Regions from separate parts of the Zea mays genome. Here region 1 is linked to region 2. The links are chromatin contacts, called in public Hi-C maps. All regions are on one chromosome and are shown on one strand. The core of a region is the stretch at or near the end of the contact, and the rest is flanking DNA. Distances in the headings are between cores, read along the strand shown. Region 1 holds the start of LOC103654600 (DUF724 domain-containing protein 2). Region 2 holds the start of LOC100274044.

Region 1 (3,228 bases), core at 332-2,831, 240 kb before region 2:
TGACTTTTAAATAGGAGTATGAAATATAGACCCAACCAACTGGACTAAATTCGTCTCGTCTTTTAATCTTTGGCTGACAAATTAGTTTTATAATCCGACTACATTTAATACCCGGAACGGAGGTTCAAACATTCGATGGGTCATGAGCTAAAATTTAGCGGGGTGTAACCAAACACCCCCTTAGAACACAAGATGGGGTGGCAAAATTATAAAGCATACCTTGGGTGAGGCTCTATCAATGAGTATGCTTTAGTAAAGCAAGTTTTAGGGTCGATGGAGTGGAGGATTTGGTGGAGGAGGTACGCCCTGACTTCTGGCATTATCATCTTCTATTGCATGGACCGAGAGGGGCTGGCTCTCCCACATACCCCCATCGTAATTCGCATTTTTGCGCAAGGGGGAACACTTCACTAGACCCAATTCCAGACCACGTGAACAATACTGAGTTGGGGATCCTTAAAATCTTGAGTCCTCTTCATTGCTGCCAGAACAACATCAATATAAGCTAGCGCCGGTTCACTCATCGACTAGGAGTTGGGCGCTAACCTAAGAACTCTAGAAGCTTGGGAGCATGATTTATGACATAAAACCAACGTTTGTGTTAGTTTTTGTGAGAGGTTTTTAAAGGGCGATCAAGATATTGGTGGCTAGCACACAATTAAACCACTACTACTCCAACTATTGTGGCCTGCTCCTTGTTAGGCTGGAGGTAGAGGAAAAACAAGTACTAGTGGAAAAGAGGGAAAAAAGGGGGAACCCAAATACGACTCATAAAGATGGGCGAAGATGGCTATATGCATGATGGAGTTGAGATTGAGATGGATGAATTCAATTTGGTAATAATACAGGAAATCCCTGAAATTTGGAAGTCAGAAGGCCAAACATACGCAAAAAATGAGGAAAGACTACAATTTGGTCGACATCAGAAATGTGGAAGGATTCTTCGCCTAAAACAGTGTCCAACAACTTATCACCTAAAATAATATTTTGTATTGAGGCTACATTATTTGTAGAGTAGAGTTTAAATATAGGGACGACGATGGGTAAACTGATCATTTTTATCTCTTCAAAAACTCCATCACCATTAGGGCATGTATAATGGGTGTCTTGAGTTGTGTCTTCGAATGTGTCTAGAGGGTGAACGTAAAAAACGCAAGATATGTATCATGACGAAGACACGGTGTCTTAGCTCTATGTTCGAGATAAAAGACTAGCAGATTGATCACTTTAATTTATTGAATACTCTGATTGGTACAATGAATATGTAAAACACATGTTTTAGACATACTCATTGTATTATGTTGCATTTTAGTTGTGTTTTATAATTAAAGTACTGTGCAACGGTGTCTAGTGCCCTTATAGTCTTCAGACTTTCGATTCGATCACCGAAGCCTCGAATTCTTGTTAGGGGTACGTATCCAAAAGTATCACAACTTCACAGGTACTGGCAGGTAGTCCCACTACCCTGCCAGTTGTCCGGCACCGCGCCACTTGGCCTCCCGCTCCGTTCACAGCCTCGCTCAGGAACGGAACACGAACAGCACATGAACATGCTTACACGTGGGGTCAGCCTTCCGTTGCGTTCGATGTGACCCACCCGTCGGTGAATCAGATCTACGGCTTCGCCGGTCGAGCCCATCACGCCAGCATCGAGGGCGCAAAAGCCCGACGCTGTAGAGCAGAGTCCCCAAGACCCCAACCGAAAACCCCAGCTGCCCCAAACCCCCGAATCCCGTTCGATACTTCGATCCCAATGGTGGCCTCCTCCGCCAATGCGCCACCGGGCGCCGGCGCACGGAGGCCGCGCAGCCGCCCCCGCGGGAGCGTGCGCTCGCGGAGCCTGAGGTGGAGCACGCCTCCGCGCAGCCCCCTGCCGTCGTCGTTGTCCGCGTCGCCCCGGCGGCATTGCTCGCTCCCCGCGCTGGACCCGATCACGCCCTTACCTGTCGGCACCGAGGTCGAGGTCCGCGTCGACGACGACGGCTTCTACGGCTCATGGTTCGAGGCCACCGTCCTCGACTTCGCGCCCGCGCGCGGCTACCGCCACCCTGCGCGGTACACCGTCAAGTACGTGCACCTCCTCGCCGAGGCCGACGACGAAGGCGTCCTCGCGGAGCCCTTCGCGCCGTCCCACATCCGCCCGCGGCCGCCGCTCCCGTCTTCGCCGCCGCGCTTCCGCCCCCACCACATCGTCGAGGCGTTCCACAACGAGGGGTGGTGGTCGGGCATCGTCGTGTCCGCCGCCGGAGCCGGGGTCACCGTCGCGTTCCCCGTCACCCGTGAGGTCATCGAGTTCCCGTCGGGCCTCGTCCGCCCCCGCTGCGACTACGTTGACGGTGACTGGATCCCGTCCCGGGTCGCGATGGTTGTCCGCCCCAGCCGCACCGTCAGGGTCTACGAGGTCGGGGACAAGGTCGAGGTGGTGAGGAACCGGGACGTGTACGGGGACTCCTGGTTTCCCGCCACGGTGAAGGTCGTCATCGACAACCTCAGCTACGTCGTCGAGTACTTTGATCTGGAGGAGGAGGAGGGCGGGCTGGAGAAGGCCACCGAGTATCTGCATTGGCGGTTCATCAGGCCGGCTTTTGAGCATACACCGGGGGAGGGTGAGTTCCAGCTCCAGCCTGGTGATGCCGTGGAGGCCTACTGTGATGGGGCATGGTCACCGGGAGTCGTCCATAGGGTCGTCAGCGAGGGTGAGTATGACATCAGTATTGTTGGCAAGAAGGCGGAACTGCTGGTGACCAAGGTGGTGGAATTGCTCAAGCCGCGGTATAAGTGGAATGGCAACCGATGGAGAATTGCAACTGCTAAGGTACTGCAACAAACCTGTTTATCATAGCGGTCCTTGTTAGCTCATTTCTGATTATCTGCTGTTGTAGTATTGAGAGGTGCAGATACTATATGATATACAGATTTGTTGGGATTGATCCTTTCTGACTTCCCTAACTTAGTTCCTTCATTTTCTCATTTTAGGACATGTCTGAGGTAGGTACAGTAATTAATCCAATTAAGTTCATCATTGACACAGTGATATTGCGCTTCATATGATTTGTAGTACTCTCCTGCTTCAGCCAAATGGCTTTTCGTCTCATTGAGCTTGTGGCTTTGTCTGTGAAATCATTATTTGTTTTATGGGTAGGATGGAGTTTCCAGTACACGATTAAGTTCAGGCAAGCTGTTTCCTTTGTATTTTGTGTGTTTGGGCTGCTAATTTTGTATGATTAG
Region 2 (3,041 bases), core at 490-2,989:
TCAATGTTAAGTTTTTTAAGCTGACAAAATAGAGCTATTGCATGAGTGCATGGTTTTCCAGAAATCTGCCATTGTCCACAACCACAAGTTCTTTTCTCAATGTCAACAGGAACTCTCCAATTCTTACCTTCTTTTGTTATTCCAGATATCTCAGCAGACATTGCACCAGTCCTCATGATTCCATACTGCAGCCCTCGGCTCTTCATGTTCAACTCATGCAACACACTTGCTAGGATACGCCCTTCCATTCTGTTGGATATCAAAGTCTCTGAATTCTAGAGCAGCCCTCTTTCTTTTGTGTACATCGACTGGATCAATGACTACATGTTCCGTACGTTTAAAGTACCTCCACTCTTCATCTACTCCTACAGGCTCGTCTCCATCAGGATCACACCCAATAGTTCTGAAATGCTCCTCCTCCTCCTCCTCAAGTATTGGTGGCCCTCCAATTGTTTCCCCATATTCAGGTACTTCTGCCCATGTAAATCCTCTATCATGTACCTCCAAATTATGGTCCATTGCAATAGGCATCGCCTCCTCTTCCATGTTCACTATAGTAAGCATCTCCTCCTCTCCTATATTTACTGCAGTAGGCATCTCCTCGTCTCCTATATTCACTGCAGCAGCAGCCATCTCCTCCTCTCTTACATTTTGCTCACGGCTACCGACTACCATGAACAACTTCACTACTCTGGATGTCCTTAACAAGTCAAGTAGTTGTGCATCTGAAGCCAACTTGCATGTCAGACTACCCTCTCCTGTTAGAACCCAGAAATTTGCCTGCTGTTCACTGGCCCATTTAAATTCTGAAGCAATATCTTTCTCTAGATCAATGATAGAATATGTTTCTGAATCAACAACATAGCTTACTGGCCTACCCCGGTTATACTCCTTTCTACCATCTCGTACACTGAAGTAAGAATTGACAGTGACCTCAACTCTACATGCACTAGTCGGATCAATCCTGCAATAGCAATGGCAAACACATAGAAGGGAGAACAAATGTAAGTAGCAACTGATGACAATTCCAGTCCTAAATGAATCAATTTATTCTGTACAAATTTATTCCCCCTCACAAACAGTAACTTTTGTACAATTTACAAGAAATTGCAAAGATTCAACAAAGAGGAAAAGGATATTATCCTTCAGGAACCTCAGAAGTATCCATGCGCCTCAATTTCAGATCGATTCCTGAGCACTACAAGAGAGAAGAAAATCCTAGGATTTAGAACTCCCAAAGCAAGGAAGGAAGATGAGGGAGAACGGGAGAAAGGTGCATACTGCGTGGGGTGGAGGACGCCGCTGCAGCAAAAACTTGGGTGGCCGCGGGCGAGCGCGCCGCCTGGAAGGCCGCGAGCAGCTCGTCGCCTATCGGGCCTCTGCTCCTTTCTCGCCTCACGCGAGGGAGTCGTATTCTGGCCTGGGGCCAAGGAACGGAGGGGAAAAACTAAAGCCAGGGGTAAAATTGGTATACTCTAATTGTTGATCGTTCCAAATAAAAAAAAACCCATTGATCCGATTGACGGAAGGGAACGGAATGCTATAAATCTCTAACGTGCAATCTTTCCATGGTAAATATCTAAGTGTGAATCTTTTGCTGGTAAATTTCTATACATGTGATCTTTTAATGGTATGTATCAAATTTTGCCTTAAACATATAAAAGGGTACGTGAGAACTGAGGCAAAGATGTAAGCCCGGTTGACACTCCCCATCAGAGAGCCCTCTTGACGCCAGCCCACTCCCAGCTCAACCATTTCCAGCCTCAATTAGCCGAGGCCCGGCCCATTCCTTGCCCACGTCATCTTTCTGTCTCTCCCTCTCATCGCCGCGTCACGCACAGCCGCCGCCGTCGTGCGCGTGTGCCGGAACGGCCGCGTGGATCCTCCGCCCCGTCCCAGCGGCGACTTGTCCGTGCGAAGATGCTGGGGTTCTCGACCGGACAGCTGCTGGTCGTCCTCGGGGCCTGCTCCGTCATGATGAGTGAGTAATCAAACTCCGCGCGCTATTTCCGCTTCGGCCATTCGGCGGCGGCTGTCGATGGCGGCGACTGACGGGAAGGCGATGGCGGGATCGGCACGTTTTGGAACTGATGTTTCGGTCTGACCCCGATTCCCTCGCTTTTGTTCAGAGCCCAGTGATATGGTGAAGATTGCGAGGACGGCCGGGCGGATGACTGGAAGAGCGGTTGGGCGGCTCATAGTGGCTCGCCGGCAGCTGGACGAGATTCTGGGCCAGTCTGCAGCCACCCAGGTATATTCTGAGTACACCCTTTTCTCGCCATGATCCTGTGAAAATGCTGTGAGTTGTATGTGTTGCGGTGATGGTGAATTTCACATAGGTTAATTGGCCTTATGGGGATGGCATTGACTAATATCTGAGCAGACCCTGTGTGCAAGCGTGCAATCACGTCTTCTAGTCCCTATAGGGATAGTAATGTTTTTTCTTTTTTCACTCGTCAATCTGCTGAATTTTAAACAGCATTTGCGCATTAATGTTTTAGCGTCCAGTTTTCTGATTGGGTTCATATAGTTTCATCTGTACATAGATTTCAGTAGTTCTGAAAGCAAAGGAAATTCAACATTAGCCAATAGCCACCAATACAGCCTAGGATAATCAGTCACGGTATAGTTTCTAGTTATTTTGATGAATAATATTCATTGTTGCTGCACATGTTGTTAGTGGACTGATTCCTCCTCTGTAATTGCGATCAGTATTTCAATTGATGGATTGATTGTGGCATTGTTATTAAAACGTCGCTTAAACGTCGTTTAAGCGTCGTTTAAACGACAAAACGTGATTAAAAGTTGAAACGTCCGAACGTTTTACCAAAATGGAGTAGAACGTCCGTTTCACGCATTTAAACGACGCTTAAACGTCCTCTGTGCGTTTTAAGACGTTTTACTTGCGTTTAGGACGTTCTACTCGTTGTGGGCTTTTCCTTTCCTGGGCCAAAAGATGGAAAAACCCTAAGTTCCTAACGCCTAAGCCTTCCAGTCGGTCCATCCCCAGCAGCCAGCTCCTATGTTTTAGGCTCTATTTT

The links. Hi-C and Micro-C count contacts between places; a contact is called where the count stands out from the background.
Region 1: a contact with region 2 is called in a Hi-C map of leaf, with 5 times the contacts expected there. The contact joins the promoter of LOC103654600 here to the promoter of LOC100274044 in region 2. A contact is called at or near these places in 2 of 25 Hi-C or Micro-C datasets (endosperm and leaf).

The regions. Positions count from the first base shown.
Region 1 is chr4:217,170,796-217,174,023 of Zm-B73-REFERENCE-NAM-5.0, reverse strand. LOC103654600 (DUF724 domain-containing protein 2) reads left to right here and starts at 1,581. Exons shown (of 7, transcript XM_008681438.4): 1 at 1,581-2,815. The coding sequence starts at 1,754.
Region 2 is chr4:216,929,642-216,932,682 of Zm-B73-REFERENCE-NAM-5.0, reverse strand. It overlaps LOC100274044, which reads left to right and starts at 1,739. Exons shown (of 8, transcript NM_001148425.2): 1 at 1,739-1,981; 2 at 2,130-2,251. The coding sequence starts at 1,921. LOC103655902 reads right to left here and starts at 1,755. Exons shown (of 2, transcript XM_020552321.2): 1 at 1,670-1,755; 2 at 1-964. The coding sequence starts at 1,755. The coding sequence ends at 214.